Regions from separate parts of the Mus musculus genome. Here regions 1, 2, 3, 4, 6 and 7 are each linked to region 5. Evidence: chromatin contacts called from public Hi-C and promoter capture Hi-C data. All regions are on one chromosome and are shown on one strand. Each heading gives the region's core, a stretch centred on a gene start, on an enhancer-like site or on the middle of the called end of the contact. The rest is flanking DNA. Distances are from core to core; before and after follow the strand shown.

Region 1 (3,291 bases), core at 578-3,077, 2.9 Mb after region 5:
GTCCATCCAGTCTTTCACCAACCATGAGAATGTTTAATATGCCAGCCTAATATATGAACTCGATTCCCACCCAAGGCAAATATAAACTGTTTGTCATGAAAATTATATTTCATTTTTGTGTTTTTAAACCAATGCCGTATCAATTCTCTAAGTTTCAATAGTATATTGGGGGGTTGTCTCACTACATATCTCTGGCTGGCCTGGAACTCACAGAGATCTGCCTGCCTCTGCCTCCTAAGGGCTGGGATTTTAAGGCCTGTGTCACTTCACCATGTTCCAATGGCATATTTAAAAGTACATTTTGATGGTGGGTCTTCAATACATGAACACCAATGCTTTGAAAACATTCCTTAAAAAAAAAAATTAATATATATGGGTACACTGTCGCTGTCTTCAGACACACCAGAAGAGGGCATCAGATCCCATTATAGATGGTTGTGAGTCACCATGTGGTTGCTGGGAATGGAACTCAGGACCTCTGGAAGAGAAGACAGTGCTCGTAACCGCTGAGCCATCTCTCCAGTCCTGAAAACACTCTTAATGTCCCCCTGTCTTAGTATCAGATCTTTACTAGATCATTCTGATTGTCTAAAACATCTTAACTCTTCCATAAAGCATGGCTTATGTATGTGAATTACTTGGTGAACAGATCTTAAGGGTTTTATGCTTAAGTTACAGAACCTCACATCAGTAATTCCAGAACTTTCCTTGCCATCTAGAAATTAAAGCAGCTACTTTGATAACCTTTTCATGAAGCGTGCTGTAAAAACAATGCCATCAGATAAGCAAAAACTATTTTTTAACTTTTGCGTTTAGGGCTTCTCCTAAAACACAACAGAACACCTAAGATTTAACCCATTTTCTTTACCACCACCAACGGTTACAAAAAGGCAAACGCTTCAATAAACACAAAATGTAACACTAGGCAAAGGAGATCTGTTCTAACAGGCTAGCTGAGCGGGGCAGGCCCCTAACTTCTGACAGCACAGATTTCCTTTCTGAAAGCAGAAGTGCAAACGATCCAACCACCTGCTTTCGGACAGTTCAACTTACAATTTGCTCTTGACCAGCTCATCGAGTTTTTGACAAAATCTTACGTATAAATCGCTCCCTGATTAAGTGGGACAAACTGAAAGGCAATAAATCGTTTGCAAACAGTTACCAGCTGATTTTTAATAAAAGTTTTAGCTTTCCCAGGAGGCTGCAAATGAGCTACGAACCAGGAAGAGTTCTTGGAATACCAGGACTCTTGAGAAGGAGGCCCTAAGGGGCCGCTTAAAGAGAAACAACTTACTCTGAGGCCGGGGAGCCAGGAAATGGGCTCACACTCTGCAACCAGCCAGAGCAAGGGGCCCAGGTCGGCTCCGCGGCACGATCCCAGCTCTCAACAGCCATTCGTGGGCAGACTCAACCCCACGGTTGCAGCCCGGCCCGCCCGAGGCCTCGGCGGCCCTCAGCCCCGCGCCCGCTCCGCCGGGAGTCCGACGCCCGCCCCGGCCTCCCGCCGCCGCGTGCCTCCCGCCCCGGCTCCCGCGTCCTGCGGCGCCGCTTACCCGGGCCGGGCCGGTCTGGCGTCCGAGAGACCGCGCAGCGCGAGAAGAGCTGGGCAGGACGAGTAGGGAAGGAAGGGTCGAGCCCCGCACCGCTTGGGGCCTCCGCCACCCGCAGAGGAAGGACCGAGCAGAGCCGGGAGCACAACAGCCCGCGCCTCGCACACCCGCCGCAGCGCGCGCCCGCCGCGCCTGAGCCCGAGGCAGGCCCGTCGCTCGTGCCCGCGCACGCCGCGCCGCACTCCCAGTCGCCTCAGCGCCGCCTGCTTGCCCGCGCGGTCCCGCCCCTCACCTTCCTGCGGCGGCTTTGCCCCGCCCCTCTAGCATGCCCGCGTCCTTCCGGTCTGCAGGCCAATGGCAGCTCTCCCCTGTTACATAAGCGCGCGGGGGCGGGGCCTAAGACGGGAACTGCGGGGCCCTCGCCCGCCCCTCTGCTTCCCGCCCGCTCTCTCGGTGTCGTCTCAGCGTGTCCCCCTGCCCTTGCGGTGTGTGACCTCCGGTCTACGGGCGGCTGTCGGCCGAGTGGCTCAGCAGTCACTCTTTCGTGTTTCACTCACCCGGCCTGGCCTTTGCCCCGCCGCCCTCGTTTTTCCCTGGCCAGCCGGGAGCCCTGTAAGGCGCTAGCCGGAGCGGCGGGGGAGTCGCGTCCGGGGCCCCGCGTGGCCGCCGCTCGGCCATGACCCCCTGCCAGACTCGCTGCCATTGTTCCCTCACTGGTTCCGTGCTCAGGGTATTTTGACTTACTAGGGACTTTCACATAGATGGAGACTTGAGCCTGAAAAATCGGCTAAATCCTAACGTGCTCGCTTGGCCTGTGCAGGCTGGCTATTGGATTGCTAATACTTGGGGAAAGAATAAAAGGTCGTTCCCCGCCTCCACTTGATTTAGACCACGTTGTGAACTTCAGATACCTTATTAAGAGCGATTGCAATTCTAACATCTAGTGGTGGTTAGAAATGGCGTTGTAAATCTCTGCATTTGTTGCCCTGTACCTGCAACAAGCTGCTCCCCATTAGATCTAATTAGGTTATAGGTATACTGCTTTTGTGGCCTTAAAACCACTATGTGGTTCAGTCTGTCCTAGAACTGAACCCTTTCACCTCCACAGGAGCTACATGACCATGTGTCGCCATGCCCAGTCAGAATCTCAAACTTGCCTGCCAGTAGCCAGAGAATTCGTTGACTATGAGCATAGTCTACTTTACTTGTACTATGATAACCTTGTCACAGTATTGTTAAAAATAGCCAGAAAGGTGCAACGCAGCTGGGCCATGATTGAAGTGGGCTCATCTTTGATTCATTTCACTTTATGCTCACAAGCCTTTATTAAAATGTAGTTACGTGTTTAAGTTTTGTTACTGTTGCTGATGGTAATCTGTAATCTCCTTTTTATTACTGTATAGCCAGTGACCAACAAAGTGCTGAAAAAACAATATTGAACAGAATGTGTCTAAAGAGACAGGTTTGGAACAGACATGTCAAGAAGCTATAACATAGTTATTAATGGTGGCCACATTTACTGTTGTGTTAATCTGCCTTTTGGGTTGAGAGTCTTGGAGGATCTAGACTTGGGAAATACAAAGAGCTGTTTGTCTAGTCATGAATGACAATGGACACTGCAACTAGACTGTGACATCTGCAGGGGTGAGGTGGTGTCTGAAGTCTTGTGAAGTAGGATTGGTTTGTTGCTTTTTGTCCTGTGGCCTGGGGGAATACTCAAAAGCTAGTATCCCTTGAGTTT
Region 2 (3,418 bases), core at 566-3,065, 2.6 Mb before region 5:
AAGGCTTCCCACTTTCCATCTTTCCCAGTTCTGCCTGGGTCTACCCCCCACCCCCACCCCCCCCAAAAAGTTCCATTCTAGGAATCTGAAAATGTGTGAGCTGGAGGTTAAGGAGGCACAGAAATGGCTTGGGGCAACAACTTGAGTGAATTCCCTTCGGATTTGGCCAGCACGAGGCCTTGTGCCAGGCAAGGTCTTAAGCCACAGTCAAAGAACTTGTAGCCAGGAAGATGAACATGAAATTAAGCACCAGGGCACCAGGTATGTCTATGAGTTATCAGAAACCATCTAAATCTGAAACATAGATAGATGGACATGGATAGTGAAGACTGAATAGATTAAAGGCAACCCCCTCTCTCTTCACCCTTTAGGGTCAACTCCACCTATAACTACTAAGACTTTTGTGCTCCTCTCTGTGGTTTCGTTAATGAGCTAAGGAGTGGTGCGGACAGCCACGAGAGAAACAGATGCAGAACTGTTGACCTAAAAGTCCAGGCCCCGGTTACAATGCTGTGGCTTGGTGGATTCACACCTATTCATAGTTGTTCCCTCATCGGCAGTCTAATGAATCAGGGATTTCTTGTGTAAGGCTTCAAAAAAACTCTCTCTGTAGTATTAATAAATGTGCCAATAGGGGCGGAGACTTGAAGTGCAAATAAACTTTCATAAAGACACCCTAGCCCTTCTCTCTAAGGCTCGAGCATATGTAATATCGCTGAGGGGTTATTGAGAGAACTGACAAAGGGACCGCTGGGCTCACAGGTGACCCTGACGGAGCTAAGTAAGACATCCAGGTCCTGTCCCCTGAAGCCCCGTGAGAGGTACTCTACATGGCAAGCGTCTTTGCACAATTAAGGACTTTAGATGGGGGAAACTATCCTGAAGAAACGGTATGGCTCCTAAATGTATCACAGGACTCCTCAGGAGAGGAAGGCAGAAGAGAACCCACGGATTGTAGAAGGGCCAGGAAGTTCCAACAGCCGAGTCTGATATGGAAGCAGCCACCCCAAACGCCTGTTGCCTGCTCCAGATGTTTTGTTGCTTTTACCTCCAGAGCTGTCGTTTTTTAAAAGTCGAGTTGTTAAAACAGCCAAAAGTAACGAAACCACCTTAGCTAATATAGTTCAGAGAAAGTTAGCAAATTTTGGCTAAAAATAGTTATTCTCGTGATTTAAAAAGTGGCACAGTTCTCTTGTAAAACCGAAAGAATGAGTGTTAAGATTATAATGGTCAGGCCCTTGAAAGGGTTCCTGTCCTTGTTTCTAGAGTGTGAAGGTTCGCTAGCTGTGAGCTGTGCTGGACAATTTTCTCAGGTGGCAGCTTTCACATACCTCTGCCTCATTTGGGGGTGGGTGGGGGCATAATTCAGTTGTTCTGGGCGGTTTCATTTATAACATCCCTGTAACTGATTTTTTTTTTTTTTTAAACTCAGCGGAGCCACTTTTTGCCCCGCGGTTGGTGTGCAAGCTTTGTTAGTCTACACCCACAACGTCGGCGTCTGTACTCGGTAACGGGGTGAGGTTCCCTGGCCGGCCTTACCCCGCCGACCACTGCAGCACGTCCGCCGGCTGCGTACGGATGGCAGCCTTGGTGAACTGCTTGAGGATGTCCGGCAGCTCCGGGGGGATGTGGATCTGCTGCGCGCAGAACATGGTGTCGGGCAGCGGCATCGTTCTGGGGAGACCGCGGCGGCCTGGGACGTTGTGCTGCGGGGAGGAGAGGCAGGGTCAGCGCAGCGGGCGGCGGGGAGGGACTGCTCCGCCCCCTCAGGAAACTGAGGCCCAACCGCCCAGAGCGGATAGAGCACGCGATTGTGGCGTGCGGTCTCCAGGCAACCCGAGCTGCGCATGCGCACAGCCTCAGCAAACAAGGGGCGGACGTCCGGCTGGCCTCTGTGACCAACGAGTGACCACAGAGCGGAGAGCGCCATAAAACAGCTTGTTTTCCTAAAACGCGGAGGTTGCGCTAATCCGAACCCCAAGAGGTCTCGACCAGGGTCTCGGCTTGGCGTGTGACTCCATTTGGTCCACACACCCACTGTATGAATACACATTTCCAAACCAAAGCAGCTTGGCAAAAAAACATTTAGTTAATAGAATGGGAAAACAAGGACTCTCAGACACTGTTGACAGAAATGAGCGTTTATCTGGGGACTACAGGATTTTCTAACGACTTAGCAATATTTATCCTAAGGGGGGGGATAGGCATAAGGAGTAAATAATAATGCCTATTATGTAGCTTGGTAGGTTAACTTTTATTAAAACCTCTATCATGGTCTCCAAAGAAAAACAACACAATCGGGTAAAACCAACAGAGTTAAAATCTGATGTGGGGACTGCGAGACTCGCAAGGCTGGGGTTCATTTGAGCTGGGAATTGGAGACCAGCCTGGGCAACATTTAGCGCTTCAAGAAGCAACAAGTCTGTTCCCACCCACACCACCACCACCACCACCACCACCACCACCACCACCACCACCACCACCACCACCACCACCACCACCACATGACTGGTGAAGCGGAAAAGATTGTAAAACAATCTGGGTGTGCAGGTGTCTGTTCCTTTTATTCTTAAAAGTCTCAGGTATAAATTGTGACAATTCAGCTTTTGTTTTCTTAAGTGAATTATATTTTGCTGTTGTATCTAAAAAAAAAAAAAAAAAAAAAGTGAGCCTAGCCTACATTGACCTTTTTTTTCCCTACATAAGTTACTATTAGTTCGTTTGTACAGTATCTGTAGTGTGAATGTTTGCTTTTCATTCTGTTACCAGTCCAAATACTTCACTTTTTTTTTTTTTTTAATTTCAGCATCCATGCCCCGTTGTGTGGAATCCACTGAATACATACGGAAGTGTCTGCTTTACCAGATACACTATGGCAAGGAAATGGCCACCTAAGCAAAATGGGTGTGGTTCCTGAGCAAGAAGCTCCTTCCTCCTCCAAGTACATCCTAAAGCATAAATGAACGAGCCGAAAGAAAGTCTTAGGCACGGTTGTATAAGCAAAGGAGATTAAAGAAAACAAAACAAAATAAAAAAACCCAACGCAATGGCTAAACAACATAAAGTGATGCAGAGGGGCCTGTGCCTTGCTGACAGTCTACCCATGGTTTTAAAGGCTTGCAGAGTAGCAGCAGGAGGCTGATGGAGGACTAGGTGTGTATGTGTGCAGACCTAACGAGCCCACTGAGGAAGCAGCTAGGCCTCAGCGGTCTCCCCGGAGGGAGTCCTGTGTGCTGGCTTGGGCAGCTGACTTCTCGCTCTCTCTTCCATCTTCTGGTTACTATCTGTTCTGCACTTGTGGTCCTTGGAGGCAGACATCTTCAGTCACTTAACACATCAACTCTCCTAATCACTGTGTTTCAGGAGATAACCAGTTTTGAGTATTGGTTTCCTTTGGCGAGGACTTTCAACTTCACAG
Region 3 (3,036 bases), core at 239-2,738, 2.7 Mb before region 5:
CAGGCCCTCAGACATCAACTCAGTCTACTTAGTGTGTCTGTGTATGGTCGTCTCTATGTGTACATCGGTGCATGCGCCTGTGTGTGATAAGCGCATGTGCACACACACATGTATGTATACATGGAGACTAGCGACTGAGGTCTAAGTCAGCCTGTCCCCAACTTATTTTTGGCACCGTGTCTTTTCACTGAACCGGATACTCACCGATTAGCTAATCTGCCTGGTCAATAAACCCTTGGGGCCCATCTGTTACTTGCCCCAGACTCCAGAGCTCCTGACATTTTGAGGCGAGTGCTGGAAATCCCACCTCAGGTCCTTATGCTTGCCTGGCAAGCGCGTAATACCTTAAACAATCTCCCAGTCTCCCCACAACTTTTTGAAAGACAATATCTTCACAAATACCGAGCTGGATGCACCAGGCTGGTTTATACTAGATGATGGGCGGCAGGATTCAACACAACCAACGCAAAGGGTGGAGAATGAACAAGGTGGCTGATGAGTCCCTCAGACTAACCCAGTTGGATTCACGCTCTGCTCCAGCCACTCAAGGGAGGTCTCTGGACCGATAGCATCAGTGTTGCCAGGAGCTGGAGAGAAAGGCACACCTCAGGCCTCAGCCCCGGCCCCCAGAGTCAGAGCATACATTCTTTAATAAGCTCCCAAGTGGCCTGTGGGACCTGAGGCAGGAAGAGATGGGACAGGGCTGTGGGGTGAATGAGGCTCTCAGCTGAGCAGTGAAAGGACATGAGGCCAGAAGATGCAGGCAAGAATGCTGGGTGAGCGAGAAGGCTCTCGGCTGGGCAGTGAAGATGCTCGCACTGCCCGGGAACCCAAATCCACACACTTCTCCTTCAGCAACACCAGACACGGTCCCCTGCACCTTCCTTTGTTTTCCTTTAACTGTGCTCTGTTTAATTTTAGTGAAGAGGCACATCTACTCTCTTGCCTGGTCCTGTCTTTCTCATGGTATATCCTAATAAATTCTTACCTATTTCCAATCTACAGACCCACAGTCACCCTCAAATGCCTCCTTCATGATACTACCAGCAAGCAGGCTGCATCGCTGAGAGCAAATGATAGCCCTGTGGCCAACAGGGCAAAAGGTCATGAAGAAAGGTCAGGAAATGGTGGCTTGTATTTTGTCTTCTAGATTTAAGAATACATAGGTATAGTTCTATCTGCTAAGACTGAGTAGCTAGACAAATATACACAGAAAATCAGCTCCTGGGAGGGGTGTCACACTGCCTCTAGAACCGTCTCCATATACTACCCTACCAGCAGGGACTGGTCACCAGCTAGGCTCTGGTAGTGTGTAGAAATAGGAAGAGGAACCCAGAAGATGCGTGTGTGTGTGTGTGTGTGTGTGTGTGTGTGTGTGTGTGTGTGTGTGGTCCTTCCTCTGGGGAAACTGGGTCTAGGGAAGGAGCCCAGGAAGTAAACAATGCAATATGAGGTGACTCAGGGGACAGCGGGTGGTGCACAGCAGGTGGAAACCAGCCATGCTTTGAGAGGGGTTGGCACAGAGCAGGCAGAAACTTCTTAGGCAGGAAGGATAGGACCATGTCACAATTGCAGAGAAGCCTCCAGGTCAAGGTGGTTCACAATCAGGGCCGAGGCTAAGTCAGGGAGAACCACAGTACGGTCCTCCCAGCATGGAGTGCAATTAGACTTTCCCCCTGAAAGCCTGGCTCTCCAATGGGAGGTGAGGAGGAAAGATAGCCTTCCATTTTCTTTTATTTTTAAAATAGTCTTTAAATACATGCTCCTGTCTGCTTTTTAAACAAAAAACAAAAACCCAGGCTACTGCCTCATTTGTGATTTCAGACGTAACTGAAACGGACATCTGTCTGTCTGACTCATAGCTGTCAGGGTAGATGACTTCGATGAGACATTCTGGGCTTTGGAATGTCTGTGCTTACAGGTGTTCGTTAATGTCTCCTAATGCGCTTTCTTTATGTAAAAGAATTTAAATTATAACCTTTTTTTCCAAATGTGAAGGTGTTCAATATCCTGAGTCACCGGGGAGATGCAAATCAAACCCGCAAAGAGACAGCAACGCACACCCACCAGAGAGGCTAAAATTAAAAAGACTGACAATACCAAATGTTGGCAAGGGTGTGGGGCGCGCATGTTCCCAGCAGACGGGGGTGTGAACACCACTGGGAAGCCAGTCTCTGTTAAAGCTTAGCATGTGCCTGCCTCATGACACAGCAGTGCCACTCAGAGACACGCTCCAGAGAAAGAATATCTGTACCCAAATTAAGACGGATACAAGAACATCGGGAGCCTGATTCATAACTCACAGCCCCAAATGACAAACAGTGTGGATGTTCATCACCAAGAAGCCTAACGAAGCTGGTATGACAGATCATACTTTCTCTCAGCTGGGGCGGGAGGGGAGGGGAGGGGAGGGGAGGGGAGGGGAGGGGAGGGGAGGGGAGGGGAGGGGAGGGGAGGGGAGGGGAGGGGAGGGGAGGGGAGGGGGCGATGGGACGGAAGAAAGGTGAAAGGGGAATCAAGTGAGTAAACCTGCACATACACAAATGTAGGAAACAGCTTTAACAATAGACGAAGAAAATCTTGCTACACGCAACAACACTGACGGATTTCAAATATTCTACTGAACCAGCCAAACCCCCGGGAAGGCTTGCTGCCATATAACTCAGTTGTACCAGTCTGAAGTACTCATCTGAGGAGGTTCAAAGCAGGGATTCCAGGAGAGACCTGGGCACTCGTGTTCACAGCTGCCTTGCTCACAATAACTCAAACACCCAAGGCGTCAGCAAATGGATAAGCAAAGTGTGGTGTACACACACACACACACAAGACTCTTTCTCCACTCTATGAGGAAATGGAACTCCAATACATGCCACAGCATACATGAACCTGGAGAATAGTGTGCAAGTGACATAAGCCAGGCACAGAGGGGCACATATATCCCCATGTGCATTTTTCATTGCTGGGGTAAAATAATTTGCAACCAAAAAACAAAACAAAACAAAAACAAGACAGCAACAACAAAGACTCAAAGTTAGG
Region 4 (3,160 bases), core at 93-2,592, 2.5 Mb after region 5:
TATACATTAAATAACGACTTCTATTAAACTTAAGATCTAATTTGTTTGAAAATGAGCCAAGGAGTCTGGTGCCCTAGAGTCTTCCACATCCCCTCCTCCACGGCATGGTTAAAGAATACTTCATCTAGGGAAAACCCCAAGCAATTATATATGGTATAAGGTGCCTTTCCTGGTCCACAGGTCAGAGATGTGCTATTAGGAACGAGCTTACGACCCTAAGGACCACCACCACCAGGCATCACCCTATTTAACTTTCTTCTAAAGCCTAGGGCTCCTCCCAGCGATTGAGCCACCGGCAGGAACAGGCCTCGGGCCTGTGAGGTTACAGGGTTCAACACGTGGTATTTCCCAACACTGAATCGTACTTCCTCCCCGGCCTGACTGCCGGGCCAGGGCAGGGGATGGAGGGGTACCTCCACCCGCCGCTCCAGGAGGGTACTCGAAACCCCCGAATCCCACAGCTTGTGGCGGGAGCGCGGTGAAGGCTATCTCAACCACCCTCCGGGCGCGTCATCGCCCTAAAGTTTGAGAGCGACCGATGGCGAGAAAATGGTCGCAGAGGAGGAAGTGCCGGCCCGCGAGGGGCTGCGGCGCCGTGCCCTCCCGCCCCCTCGCCCGCCCCGCTAGGCCCGCCGCCCCGGCCGCATGGCCGCCCGCCCGCCACCCTCCGGCCTGCCGCTCACCGTCCGCCGGCTGCTGGAAGTTCACGTACGCGTAGCCCAAGGAGCGGCGGGTGATCATGTCCCTGCAGACCCGGATGGAGAGGATGGGCCCGGCCGGGCTGAACTTCTCGTAGAGCATCGCCTCGGTCACGTCGGGGTGCAGGTCCCCCACGTACAGAGAGGCCATGGGGTAGCTGGGGGCGCTGGGGTTCATCTCGGCACGGCTGCCCGCGGGGCCGCAGGCCGCGACCTTTCCCGTGAGAGGAGGAGAGCGAGTGCGGGGCCGGGGGACGGAGCCGGGGGGAGGGGAGCGGGGGCGAGCGCAGAGGGACAAAATTCAACCGGAATCGACGCGTACTCAACGGCCGTGGAACCGGGGGAGCGAGGCTGGCGGTGCTGGGTCCGGGCGGCAGGAAGGCCTCGGTCTCTGGGTTCCTGCTTGGAGCTGCGGGGCCGCGGGCGGGCGGGTCGGTCTCGGCTGCTTCACCGGGTTATTTTATAAAAGAGGAAGAAAAAAAATAAAAGTCTCCGGCGGGGGAGACGCGGATTTTTTTGTAAATTTTTTTTGGGTTTTTTCAAAGGATTTTTTAGATTTTTTTTGGATTTTTTAATAATAAATGTGTGTTCCGAGCCCGGAGCACACACTCCGCACTCTCAGCACTAACCGCCGGGGAGAAGGGGAAGCACCGCCTCCTGCACCCTCTACTTATACCCCCCGCCGCACTCGCCCCGCCCACGCGCGTCTGACGCCAGGGCCCTACGCGAGCGACGGCGCCGGAGGAGGCGGAGGAAAGCGCAGAGGAAGGGAGAGGTGGCGGCGGCTGCCGCTGCTGCGGGCGTGGGGGTTGGGCCCGAGGCGGGGCGGGGCTTCTGCGCAGGCGCCACAGCCAGGGGCCGACTTCCCGCTGCGCAAAGCCAGGAAAGGGCGGGACGGCCAGTGGGCGGCCTCGGCGCGGCCGCTGGTCACGCCCCTTGCGCACACGCCCCGCCCCCGCCCGAAAGAGCGTTAACCCGTCAGCGCAGCGGGTGGGCAGCGCGCGGGGCTTCCGGGTTTCTGGGCGCCAACCGCCCCCCACGTGCGCGTCTAGTGGCGGCCTCTTCCCTCCGCCCCGGCTGAGGTTCTGCTTCGCTAGCCCCCCACCCCCGAGCGGCGCTGGAAACGGGTGGGCGGGCGTGAGCCTTGCCGGCCGGGTTTCCTAGGTGTGCGCGGAAGGAGGCAGGGTAACTGCCTCGTTCTCCTACCCGGACCGCACTACGAGTCCCAGCGGGCAGCGCCGCCACGCGCGTGGGCCGCGGAAGCGGTGCCTGCCGGGAGCTGGAGTTCTCAACGGCCGCGGGCTGGCTGACCTCAACCGGACCCCAACCGTCCCGGGCGTGACCCAGCACGGGTCCGCGGCCCCGACGAGGGGGAGGGGAGGGGATGGGATAAAGGCAGTTGGGAGTCTGGCGCTTAAGATGTTCTGTTGGAATCACTTAGCCACTTCCTACATTTTTTACAGTGGTAAAAAGGACTCGAAAAAAAAATTTTTTTTCCTTTAAAGTATGCGTTTCTCATAATTACTCGGTATCTGTCACTCTTACCCAAACAAACCTGGATAGCCTGCTTAACTAGGCGTGGTTGGCCACGCTTTTAACCCACTTCACCAGGCGTGGTGCCCACGCCTTTAACCCAGCTTTGGAAAGGCAGGAGGGGTTTGCAGATCTCTGAGGTCAGGGCCACCCTAATCTAGCTCTTGGATGCCAGGGTTTGGGGATTAATATAAATGATTGATAGGCACAAATATATCAACTCGTAGAAATGACATTACATCAACCCAAAAACTCCACTTTAGTAGGTTTTACAGTTTTTGAAGTCCTCTATAAACATCCTTTGACAATGATGTGTGGGAAGTGAAGCAAATAGTACTATTTTTACCGTTAATGGTGTCAGAAGTTAAATGACTGCTCAGCTCTTCAATGATCGTTAGCCTAGCCTATTGCCTAGTGTAAATTAGTTATAACTCTTCTCAGTTAGAATTTAAGTCCGGAGACTCTTACACAGATGCTGTCCCCTCTCCCCCATCTTCACCTCCCCACCCATATTGATGGAAGATAACAGTTTTGAAAAATATGTTGTATGCTTAACACATGAGTATCATTTAAGGCTGTTCTTTGTTTGTTTGTTTGTTTGTTTTTTTGTTTTTTCGGGACAAGATTTCTCTGGAGCTCTGGCTGTCCTGGAACTCACTCTGTAGACCAAGCTGGCCCGAACTCAGAAATCCGCCTGCCTCTGCCTCCCAATTGCTAGGATTAAAGGGGTGCACCACCACTGCCCGGCTTAAGGCTGTTCTTTAGGAAGACACATTATGCTATGTAATCTAAATCTGTTTACTCAAATAAGGCTCTAGTTAAAACAATAATTCATCAAAACACCACCGTTCAGTCTACTAGGAAAGTAGTTTAAAATCAATCCATTAGTATAGTCATTGAATGTCCATCGTGTGCTGGGTACCCTAAAG
Region 5 (3,437 bases), core at 206-2,705:
AAGTGCATATACATGTGCATACACAAAGAGGAGGGAGTGAGAGAAGGAGGGCGAGATATAATGACAAGTATGTCCCTGATACCAAATACAGCAAGTGGAAAAAAAAAAAAAAAAAAAAAACTACAAGATGACCTGATCTTACTAAATCATTTACTTGCTAGACTGTCAAAGGGACTAGTATGCTAACCTACAATTTCTGTAATTCTCTAATTCATAAATCCACAGGTGATGATCTAAAACGATCAGTAGAACTTCTTAGAAAAACTATGACCAACCCAAATAGGTGGGGTTATAAATCTTATTCCAAAAATATGAATGGAATTTGTTAATTTTAGAGGTCATGCAGATCTCATTTTAAGGTTCTGGCCTTTATAACTTAGCCCTTAATTATAAGTCTGCAAAAAAGCTTAGCAAGAGTAGCTTATTACGTATAAAACTCTATTCCACCCATTAATCACAAGACTCATTACAATACTGATGGGTCAAAATACATGAATAGGTTTTTAGTTTGTATTTACTTCAGCTGCTTACATGCTAATTAACATTTAATTATAGACACTGTTTCCTTACCGCAAAGTCAAAATACAAATAGTAGGGTAGTCCTCAAGCATTTTTAAAATTAAGAAGGGAAGAAGCGCCTCAGCTCTTTATTTTTGGTGCTAGGAATCGACGCCAGAGCCTTGCATATGTTCAGTAAGCATGTTCTATTGCTGAGCGACATTCCCCAACCCACCTAGTTTCCTTCTAATGCTACATTTGACTGTTGGACAACACAAGCATTCAAAAATTGCAATTCTTTTGGGGTTGTATAAAAGCTTAAAATAATATGCTTCTCTTGCATATAAATACAGTCTAAGGGCTTCCTCTCAATATTTCCTATTAAGGCTACAAATCAGTAGAAAAATAATAGTGCCTCCCACGGGTTTGCCGACTTTTTAAATCTGGAGCCTGACAACAGACAGCAGGAGTGAACGACAGAACAGACGCAAACGTTGGCAAACGTTAATATGCTAGTCCGCCCCGAAGAAATACTCGGATGTGAATTACACGTGCTCGCTGCCTCAGAGTCCACCGAGCTCCCTCTGGAAGCATCCAACTGGCCCCTGACCTAGGGAGAAAAAGCCGGTCCACTGCACCACCACTGCAGGAAAGAGAGCGGAAAGCCTGCTCATACTCCGATGGGTTTGGCCGCCTTGCTCGTGCGCAGGCCTCACACCTGAATCCCTCTCAGCATCCAGAAAGCCCGAGCCTGAAGGAGTTCCACCGTCAGATTTCTAGCTCCCGCTTCGCAAGCTCCGAGTCGCCCCAAGCCTCCAAACCCACACAGCTCAAGGAGACCCCACTCCAAGACTAGAGTCCGCCCGGCCCCGCCCATCGCCCCATGTGACGCATGCCCCGCCCACAGCCTCCACGTGACCCGACCGGCCTCCGCGCGCAGCGTGGATCGCGGCCGGAGCCGCCATTGTTCCGCCGGGGGAGGACAGCGGGTCCTGGCGCTGGCGCCCCGACGCCGCTTAGCGGCCGCCTCTGGAGACACTCTGTCCCCGCCGCCCCGTGTCCTCCTGGTGGCGGCGGCGTGAGGCCGGCTGCGGAGACTGGGAACCTTTGGCTCTCCCCGTGGCGGCGGCGGCCCTCTATCCCCTACTCCGGCGTGAGGGTTGGCCGCGATGCGCTCGGCCTGAGGTGTCGCGGCCCTGTCGCCTCCCACGACTGTTCCAGCGGCGGCTCCGCTCCCCGGCGTCATCCCGCGAGTCTCTCTGACGGGAGGGAAGATGGCTGCACGAAGCTGGCAGGACGAGCTGGCCCAGCAGGCCGAGGAGGGCTCTGCCCGGCTGCGGGAGTTGCTCTCGGTCGGCCTAGGTTTTCTGCGCACGGAGTTGGGCCTCGACCTGGGGCTAGAGCCGAAGCGGTACCCGGGCTGGGTGATCCTGGTGGGCACCGGCGCTCTCGGGCTGCTCCTGCTCTTCCTTCTAGGTTACGGCTGGGCCGCGGCTTGCGCCGGCGCCCGCAAGAAGCGAAGGAGCCCGCCCCGCAAACGGGAGGAGGCGGCCCCGCCGACTCCGGCCCCCGACGACCTAGCCCAGCTGAAGAATCTCAGAAGCGAGGAGCAAAAGAAGAAGAACCGGAAGAAGCTTCCTGAAAAGCCCAAAGTGAGTAGTGGCGAGGAGCCCGGTGGTCAAGGGAAGCGAGAGCTCAGGTCGAGGTGGTAGGTGAACACGTTCCTTGAGAAGGGGGAAGTCGGAAAGTGTAAGAACCAGTAGGAAAGTCGCGTTTTCCTGAATGGAAATTAACTCCAGGGGTAGGTATAAATAAAAGTGACCAAACTTACAGCCATCATATGAGAACCTTGGTTTCCCCAAAAGCAGATCCTTCCTAGAGGCCTGTGAAAGAAAGTAGGCTGCATGTGGAGGTTAATGGGACCTTACAGTGACGTTGGGAAGTTCTGAAAAGACTGCCCGGTAGAGAGAGATGTCTATCTCAAGCCACGTTGAGACCTGAGACCGTCACGGAAGATAGGGGTGACCTAAAAACTGGCTTAAAGAGGATTACAGGTGTTCAGATCAAGCCATACTCATCTTAGTTGGAAATGTTAAAGGGAAATGGTTACCCTGTCTTATCCTGGTGAGTGTGGCCATTGGGTTGCTGGTACAGGAACTGGGCAAAAGGGAGCTGGCGATCTAATACGCCTTCGGGATATATGGCCCCGAGAAAAACATAAGGCAAGTACAGCAAAGTAGTCTATAGTACAGTCAAAGGATGTGGAAGACTTTTTTGTTTTTTAATAAAGCATAAAGAGGTGACAGATTAAAATGCTGAAGAAGGTTGAGAGGAGATTTCAAGCCGCAGTTTGCTGGACCACATGTGGAAATGCGAAAGCTATTCCATTTTTGTTAGGCCTTAGTGTTTTACTTCTGTATCCTGTGTTGTGATTTCTCTGTAATATTTTGTTCTGTGTATATTTGTTGGAGAGATCTTGTGCCGTGGCATGCATGCAGAAGTCAGAGGAGAACTTACTGGGGTTGGTTTTCCTTCCACAGAGTGGATCTTGGGGATTGAACTCCAGTACTCAGGCTTCTTGGCAAGTGCCTTTACCCACTGAACTGTTTAGTAGCCTGTTTTGCATAATTTGTGTAATATGAAAGATAAGTAACATTAGAAATATTTATTAGTGTAGTGGTGGTGGTGGATGCATTTATCCCAGCACTTGGCAGGCAGATCTTTGAGTTTGAGGCCAGCCTGATCTTTATAGTTTCGGGACAGCAAGGACTACATAGAGAAACTTTGCCTCCAATATTATCTGAATGTAAGTCTCCACCTTTTGAGAACACTTCAGTAAGTACCAGGCTCTTACTATGAAGAGATGTGCTCTGGTATGTTTGATGGGCACATAAGAATTAAAGTCAATCGAGTGGGAGACAGGTTCGTAAAAACTCTGT
Region 6 (3,392 bases), core at 597-3,096, 2.7 Mb after region 5:
TCGGAGGGTGGTGGTGGAGGGGGAGCAGATCACCCTCCCCGGGGGCCCGATGCCATCCGCGCCCGCAGAAGCGGAACCGCGGCCGGCCCGCGCCGGACACACCCCGCTCCCGCCCAGGGTCCCCTCCGCCGGTGTCCGACCCAAGCCCCGATGTCCCGACAGCTGCGGTAGGGGGAGGGGCAGGGCCCCACCCAGACAGGCGCAGCCCCCATCCTGGGGCCGCAGCTCCTGGAAAGATGCGAACCTCCCACCAGCCCAGGACGCTGGGGACCCCGTGCCCCGGTACCCCCACGCCTAGCTCTGGCCGCGCCCCTCCCCCACCGCGCGTCCCGAGAGTCCTTTCTGGCATTGCGGGCCCCAGCGAGCCCAGCCCAGGGTCCCTGGCGGGCCCCACCCCAGAGCCCCGCGTGCTACCTGGCTGCCCCCCGCCGTGGGGGAGGGGGTGGCGGGGGCGCCCCGGGTGGGGGCGGCCTCACCTGCGCCACGGCCGAGTCACAGTCGCGGGCGGAAGCAGGGTGCCGGCGGGGGCGGATCGCGGTCGCCCTCGGGAGCGGGAGCCCCTGGGTCTCGCGCGTGGGCGCCTCATCCGCCACCCCCACCCCGGGGACCAGAACGGGGCGATGAGCAGCCCGGCAGGCCAGAAGCAAGCGGCCGGGGGCGGCGGTGGGCGCCTGCCCGGGCCCGGCAGAGCCGAGCCGCCGCCCGGGTCCTCCTGAGAAGACCCCTCTCGGGCCGCAGCGCGGCGGCGGGCTGAAGGGACCGGAGGCCGACTCGGGCGGCTCCTCACCTGTGTCCGGAGTGGGTGGCGGCACACGGACGCGGCTCGGCGGTCTCTGGGCGGCGGCGGCAGCAGCGGTGGCGGCGAGGCTGAGACTCTGTCCCTGATCTGGCTGCTCACAGGCTACAGCCGCTCCGCAGACACGGGGTTTCCTCCAATCACTAGCCCCGGCAGCAGGGGCACCACACGCACGATGACGTCAAACGCTGCTATGGCAACCGTTGATTGGTGCCCACAGTTCTCCGGCCCGGCGCAACCGCCGCTCCCCTGCGCGCGCCCGGCCGGCCCGCCCGTGCCCGAGGGCGAGCGGAGGAGAGCGCGTACTCGCGCTCCGCTCCGCTCCCGACCCTGCCTTCACCCGCGTGCTCGGTTCGCTCCCCGCCGCCCCCGCGAGCTGCCCTCCCTCCCCGCCCCTGCGGCCCGCGGAAGGAAGCCTCTCCCCGCCCCCACCTCACTGGCGGGCACATCCGGGACCTTCGCGTTCCCCCCCACCCCCTTCCCGCTCGGCCGCCCTCTCTCTGCGCCGGTAATGGCGGTGGGCGGGTTGCGGGGCAGGGTGAAGGCAGCTCTACTGCCAGGGCATTGTGATCAGAAGCCGAGAGTAGGGCAGCGGCTCCGCCAACGCCGGGGCAGGGAGGCCCGGGCGCGGCTGCTCCCTCGGGCGGCCCGCTTTACCTTCTGGCTGCAGGAAGCGGCCTTAGACCTTTTAAGGCTGGGAAAAGCGCGAGGCTGAATGACGCCCTGCCTTTCCAGTCGCGAGCTCGGCGTCCACACCGTGACAGCCGCGGGGACAATGGGTGGTCGCTGGGAGGAGCGGGGAAAGGGTTGGGCTAGCGGGTTGGACGTGATCGTAGAAGCCTGACGTGGGGCGAGGCGGGGAAACAGGCTAGAACACACCGAACTGTTGTCGTGGGCTGCACTTTACCCTCTGTAGAGCTTTCATTGGGAGACACATTGTTCCTAATTAGCGCATTGTAAGAGAGTGACCGACCCTTTTAGGTCCTGGAAGCAAGGTTAGGGAGCGTGGCCGTTCCTAGGGCTCTAGCTGGAGGAGGAGCGAGGCTCCTCCGCCCGGAAAGGGGGGGGGGGGAGGAAAAGGGCGGAAATTGCAGGTGCCTGAACCCGCAAGGTCTCCACCCAGGAGACGGAAGTTGAAAGGAGATGCAGTCTCTATGAAGAATCTGTCCTTGCTCTCTTTAAATGTGCGCCTCTGAGCTAAAATATTTTCACTGAGCCCCTTCTGGGGCCTACACTAAGCACAACTGGAAAAAGAACCTCAGGAATTCAGCCCCAGAGCCCCCTGGAAGACTTCATGACAAGCATTCTTTCCCTACCACTGTCTTTCATCAGAATGTTGGTTACATTGTTTGAATCACAAGTTTGTTGTACAAATTATAATTTGCCTGAAATGACAGCTAGGTAGAGATTTGCCTGTGACCAGTTCAGTGTCGCTCCCCTCGCCAACCGCCCTCCCCCCTCCCAACACACACACCGGTTTCCACAGCAACAGATAACATGCTAAGCAGATGAGCAAATTAATTCAGGTTTTATCTCCAAGATACTGAAGTCAACTTACTTTGGCTGTAATGTAAATTCTTTCAGGGAGTGACTCACTTAAAATGACTATTTCAAAAGCTTTTATGTTTGCAGTTTTGTAGTAGGTGCTAGAAATTTGACAGAAGATACTAGGTTAAATCTTTTGTAAAATGGAAATGTCTGTTAATGTCTGTAATACACGTCTATATGGAATATACACCTCAGGGAAAGTTAAGAGATTTCTCTGCATAAATTGCAGACTTGTTTTGGAAAATAGTTTGGGCTTTTGCCTTGTGCATTAACTAGCAAGGTTTCTTTGTGTTTTAATAAACCAAAAGGTGCTTTTAGTTTTTACAAACTCCAATCAACATGTTTGCCTAATAAAGGCATAATAAGGCTGCAAGGGGGCCAGAATTAGATTTGCCATGGAAGGTCAACTGAGAAGAATTCTAAAGAATAATATGTAGCAAAGCCAAAACCCAGAGCCTATAGGCCTGAAGTATGGGGAAGTTACTGGTGAGTTTGATTAGCTGCCCAATTGTCTTCCTGTCTTCTTTACTTGGGTCTTACTTCATGCAGTTGATGTCTCCGCTATACTTTGATAGGCACAGTAGTAAAATATCAGCAATAAAAGTACTACCATCTGTGGCTGAGGAATGCATGTGTGTTTTCTCCATGTAGTTTACTGTAATTACATTTTGGGAACAATAAGGGTGGTAGCTGTCCCTGGTGTTCAAAACCCAGTGAAAACGAAGTGAAACAGTTAAAAGTGGTAGGTCTAAAGTTCAGAGATGAACGTGTTAGCCCAACACTAGACATTTCATTCAATTTCTGTCCCATGTTACACAGTAAGGTAAAGAGTTCAAGTAAATTAGCATCAGTCTGTCATTCCAACTGGAAACACGTGTCAAGGGTGATCTTTTCAGTCATAAACAGTCCCGGCAGGCTATCGTCTCAGCTCTGCATCATTTGACTGAGTGAAGCTTAATGTGCGGGACTCTGCAATCAGAAGAGGGGCAATCTTGCTTTGTCATCCAGAGGTCTGTTCTTTAGCTTACTAAACTGGACACACTAATTC
Region 7 (3,339 bases), core at 154-2,653, 2.6 Mb after region 5:
GCCCCCACTTCTGTCTCTATTCTACAGGCTTTGAGCAAAATGGTGTATGCCACCCTCAAAATATGAGGAATAGCTGAAGAAACCTGTATTCTGCATCTTCATCTGCCAACCTCTGGAGACCACTGACCTATAAACTCCATAAACTCCGGCTTTCCCAGACTGTCCCATGCTGGACTCATGAGCACCTTGACACAAGTCTTTGGGCTTCACTCTGTGGGGAGCCGCACTCACATTTGCCATTATAAGATGGCGCTGACAGCTGTGTTCTAAGTAGTAAATAATCTGCACATGTGCAGGGGCAGTTTTCCCGCCATGTGCTCTGCCTTTTTTGTGATGACAACTGGGCCAATGGGCTGCAGCCAATCAGGGAGCGACACGTCCTAGGCGGAGGATAATTCTCCTTAAAAGGGACGGGGTTCTGGCACTCTTTCTCTTCGCCTCTTCGTCTCTTCGTTTCTTCTTCTCTTCATCTCTTCGCCTCTTCGTCTTTTCCTCTGCTCTCTTCCTCTGCTCTCTGCCTCTCTCCCTCTCTGCCCCTCTCTCTGCCTCTCTCTCTGCGTCTCTCTGTGTCTCTCTCTCTCTCTCTTCCTCTCTGCCTCTCTCTGCCGCGCTCTTCCTCTCTTGCTCCTGAGTAAGCAATAAAGCTTTGCCGCAGAAGATTCTGGTTTGTTGCGTCTTTCCTGGCCGGTTGCGAACGCGTGTAAGATCACTCCTCTAGCAACATTCAGCTAATGGAACATCCCCATGTTTTGTGTAGCTCCTCTGAGCTCAGCACAAAATGGAGAATTCCCTTTTTCTAGCAGGGCTTCCACTTCTCTGACTACCCCCCCATCCTCTACCTGAGGAAGGTAATGGGGTCCTTGGCAAACCTACAAATTCCTCTCCCTACACCCCATAAGAACCTGCCCAGCAAATACCTGGGATTCCTGGAGAGCTTTTCCACACAAAAGAGGCGTTCCCAGTTCACTGAGCTCCAGCCAGTCATCAACATTCACCCTGAAAACTCCTCTCCACTCTCCAAAGTTCATATACAGCCCTTGTCCACCCAAATAAAGTAAGTGAGCACCAGCTATTTCACTGAAGACCATCTAAGAGCCACTTCATTGGGAGTCATCTAAAAGAGCTGTAAGACTAAAATCGCCAGAGAAGGCCTTCCTTGGTGAAGCCCTCCACCCCATGCCCACATGTGAGTTCAGCTGGACTGAGAGCCAGTCCCAACCTGTTCCAGACTCCACTTCATCCTTCAAGCCTGGTGCCTGGACACCCTGAGGGAGGAAACAGAGGACAGAGAAGCACTTCTGGCACCCAACGCGGCCCACAGCTGGAGGAAGCTAACATACACCTGGGAGGATGCTGGTACTTGATGGGCTGGGCTATGTCACAAGAGGGTGTGGTACAGACCTTTGATGGGCTGGGCTATGTCACAAGGGAGTGTGGTACAAATGCTTGCCATATAATGCTTTGCTATTGCTCTCCTGGTTGGGTCACCAATCTTTAGACACTTAAATTGTCTAAATGTAAAGAGAATTAATGTCACTACAGGCTGCTAAAGAGCAGAAGTTACTGTTGGCATGACCTGGCAATAGCCAGGTATGCCTGGCTCACTCTAAAAGGGTCTGCATGTCTCTTCCTCGCTGTCTGATCCTCTTTCTTACTACCTGCCCCTTCTCCCGCTCCCCCCTTCCTCTCCCCATGTGTTCCTGGCCTGCTTCTCCCTCTCCTCTCCCCACCTCCCGCCTTTCTCTGCCTCCCACCTTCCCCATGCCCTAAATAAACTCCATACCATGCCTCAGGGGGAGGGGATGCCTCAGCGGGGGCCTGTGGAGGCAGCCCTTCCACCTCACCCACCATACAGCGCCTCTACCAACACGGGTGCTGTGCCTGGGATTTAGAAACTCACAGGTTGCATGAGCTCATATTTCCGTGCTGCCACATGGACTTTGCAGCCATGGGATGGATCTCTTGCTAGACCTCTCCACCCAAGCACTGGAGAATTGGTAAAGCTCCCTACTCTCACTGGTCAGCATAAACGCCCTCTGGTCCCAAGGGAGGGCTGTTGAGCTTGCAGCCACCCCGTGGTGTCCTGGTCTTCTTACTGATGCTTCGTTCTCGGACCTCTACCCCTGGGTGAGTGCTCTCTCTGTCTCTGTCTCTCTTTCTCTGACGGTTTTTCTCTTGGCTTCTCTTGCACACTGCTGAAAAAATCCTACGCTTAGGCAAACCATCCTCCCTCAGGCTCTGAGCCCCACACACAGCTCGTGCACTGGTCCCGCAGCTCAGCTGCTAGTTCACTGCGTGGCTGGTGATCTGTTTTGGCTGCCTCTGTTTCTAGCTATCACATTTGTACTAGAGACACCGGGGAACGGGGAAGTCACTTGCTCCTATTCTCACCCAGAAGGGAATATCTTTGCTAGCACGTCTCCTGGTTAAAATTTGGCCCCTATACCCATCAAAGAATAACTCTAAATGGCCGTTTACTGGAACTTTAATAGCAAACTTTTACAACTCTCTAGCTAGCGATCTGTAGACCATTCCCTACCCCACGTTTTCTTGCTGCTTGCTCTCCACTCCCGGTTCCCTGCTCCCCTGATTCTGCCGCCACCACGTACTTTCCATCCGCCCCTCACTCTCTGTTCAGGGCGGTGCTGCCTGACAATCCTGAGCTCTCCACATTCCCCCTTGCTGTCTCCCTCCCTGTTTGACCTGACTCCACAGCAGCCAGTTGACTAGAGCTCTGGCAGCAAGGACACAGCTGCAGCTACGGCCCCCCAGCCCCGCCTACTCAACCCTGCCACCCAGTGCTCTGTGGCACGGCGTGATCTCTCGCGCGCGCCCCACCGCCCTGAGTGCCTGGAGCACACTTGCTCTCCAACCTGAGCAGAGTTGCTAGAAGACAGAACGCTGCTTCAGGCGCTGCTCTCTACTCTTGACCCCCATGCTGATATTCTGCTCTGCCAAGCCACAGGCACACTCCCGTAGCCATCGCTTGCCGCCAAGCCACGCCCCTCACGCTGCACTGCTTAGATTCATCAGTATGTTTGTCTTTGTAATGCTTCTGTTGTTCCATTCTAAGTCACACAGGCACATTCCTACAGCTCCATTCTAGGGGATAACAGTGACTTTTAGCGCCATCTTAACTAGGGGAAGTTCTGTGACTGTCTTTGTTGTAGGCAGATAAGGTTTTGCTATGCTATTGCTTCAGTGCCATCTTAGATGAGGGCAGTCATGTGGCTGGTTGTAGCTTCAGTGCCATATTTGTTACAGGCAGTCCCCAGTTCGCTGCCTTTAGGAGTGCAGCTTGCCAAAGTCACTTAGCAATTAAGATACAGTTTTCCCGTC

The links. Promoter capture Hi-C pulls out the DNA fragments that hold promoters and counts their contacts. Hi-C and Micro-C count contacts between places; a contact is called where the count stands out from the background. Capture Hi-C pulls out chosen DNA fragments and counts their contacts.
Region 1: a contact with region 5 is called in a Hi-C map of CD8 T cells, with 9 times the contacts expected there. The contact joins the promoter of Zfp706 here to the promoter of Mtdh in region 5. A contact is called at or near these places in 1 of 484 Hi-C or Micro-C datasets (CD8 T cells), 2 of 115 datasets of contacts at active chromatin or transcription factors (bone marrow-derived dendritic cells and large pre-B cells) and 1 of 9 other capture datasets (liver).
Region 2: a promoter capture Hi-C map of pre-B cells shows a contact between it and region 5, with 8 times the contacts expected there. The contact joins the promoter of Ropn1l here to the promoter of Mtdh in region 5. A contact is called at or near these places in 5 of 39 promoter capture datasets (3T3-L1-derived adipocytes, cranial neural crest, hippocampal neurons and 2 more), 4 of 115 datasets of contacts at active chromatin or transcription factors (acute myeloid leukemia, astrocytes, bone marrow-derived dendritic cells and 1 more) and 1 of 9 other capture datasets (adipose tissue).
Region 3: a contact with region 5 is called in a promoter capture Hi-C map of pre-B cells, with 6 times the contacts expected there. The contact joins the enhancer-like site here to the promoter of Mtdh in region 5. A contact is called at or near these places in 4 of 39 promoter capture datasets (the C10 cell line, liver and pre-B cells), 1 of 484 Hi-C or Micro-C datasets (B cells), 3 of 115 datasets of contacts at active chromatin or transcription factors (the 230-238 cell line, large pre-B cells and stem cell-derived neural progenitor cells) and 1 of 9 other capture datasets (liver).
Region 4: a contact with region 5 is called in a promoter capture Hi-C map of pre-B cells, with 4 times the contacts expected there. The contact joins the promoter of Pabpc1 here to the promoter of Mtdh in region 5. A contact is called at or near these places in 3 of 39 promoter capture datasets (the C10 cell line, liver and pre-B cells), 1 of 115 datasets of contacts at active chromatin or transcription factors (embryonic basal ganglia) and 2 of 9 other capture datasets (adipose tissue and liver).
Region 6: a promoter capture Hi-C map of the C10 cell line shows a contact between it and region 5, with 6 times the contacts expected there. The contact joins the promoter of Ywhaz here to the promoter of Mtdh in region 5. A contact is called at or near these places in 1 of 39 promoter capture datasets (the C10 cell line) and 2 of 9 other capture datasets (adipose tissue and liver).
Region 7: a contact with region 5 is called in a promoter capture Hi-C map of liver, with 3 times the contacts expected there. The contact joins the promoter of A830021M18Rik here to the promoter of Mtdh in region 5. A contact is called at or near these places in 2 of 115 datasets of contacts at active chromatin or transcription factors (the 230-238 cell line and astrocytes) and 1 of 9 other capture datasets (liver).

What each region holds. Positions count from the first base shown.
Region 1 is chr15:37,005,575-37,008,865 of GRCm38.p6, forward strand. Zfp706 (zinc finger protein 706) reads right to left here and starts at 1,828. Exons shown (of 4, transcript NM_026521.4): 1 at 1,554-1,828. It overlaps LOC115488529, which reads left to right and starts at 132. Exons shown (of 2, transcript XM_030248876.1): 1 at 132-136; 2 at 1,282-2,899. The coding sequence starts at 132. The coding sequence ends at 2,230.
Region 2 is chr15:31,451,874-31,455,291 of GRCm38.p6, forward strand. Ropn1l (ropporin 1-like) reads right to left here and starts at 1,816. Exons shown (of 5, transcript NM_145852.2): 1 at 1,540-1,816. The coding sequence starts at 1,670. It overlaps Gm49208 (a long non-coding RNA gene), which reads left to right and starts at 1,798. Exons shown (of 2, transcript XR_003951491.1): 1 at 1,798-2,039; 2 at 2,807-3,418.
Region 3 is chr15:31,335,458-31,338,493 of GRCm38.p6, forward strand. All of the region lies in intron 1 of Ankrd33b (ankyrin repeat domain 33B), which reads right to left. Among named protein-coding and RNA genes, the nearest start is that of Ankrd33b, 31 kb to the right of the region's middle. Within about 2 kb of position 1,489, at least 87 of the 459 cell types and tissues checked have an H3K27ac peak or open chromatin away from gene starts, as enhancers often do. A contact at or near this core is called in B cells, liver and pre-B cells, where this site is marked.
Region 4 is chr15:36,607,631-36,610,790 of GRCm38.p6, forward strand. Pabpc1 (poly(A) binding protein, cytoplasmic 1) reads right to left here and starts at 1,343. Exons shown (of 15, transcript NM_008774.3): 1 at 684-1,343. The coding sequence starts at 876.
Region 5 is chr15:34,081,264-34,084,700 of GRCm38.p6, forward strand. Mtdh (metadherin) reads left to right here and starts at 1,456. Exons shown (of 12, transcript NM_026002.5): 1 at 1,456-2,150. The coding sequence starts at 1,773. It overlaps Gm41291, which reads right to left and starts at 1,963. Exons shown (of 1, transcript XM_011245387.3): 1 at 479-1,963. The coding sequence starts at 1,744. The coding sequence ends at 1,211.
Region 6 is chr15:36,792,692-36,796,083 of GRCm38.p6, forward strand. It overlaps Ywhaz (tyrosine 3-monooxygenase/tryptophan 5-monooxygenase activation protein, zeta polypeptide), which reads right to left and starts at 1,847. Exons shown (of 7, transcript NM_011740.3): 1 at 1,454-1,847; 2 at 788-984.
Region 7 is chr15:36,724,842-36,728,180 of GRCm38.p6, forward strand. It overlaps A830021M18Rik (a long non-coding RNA gene), which reads left to right and starts at 1,404. Exons shown (of 3, transcript XR_875150.3): 1 at 1,404-2,127. It overlaps Gm41297 (a long non-coding RNA gene), which reads right to left. Exons shown (of 3, transcript XR_875152.2): 1 at 2,874-3,339.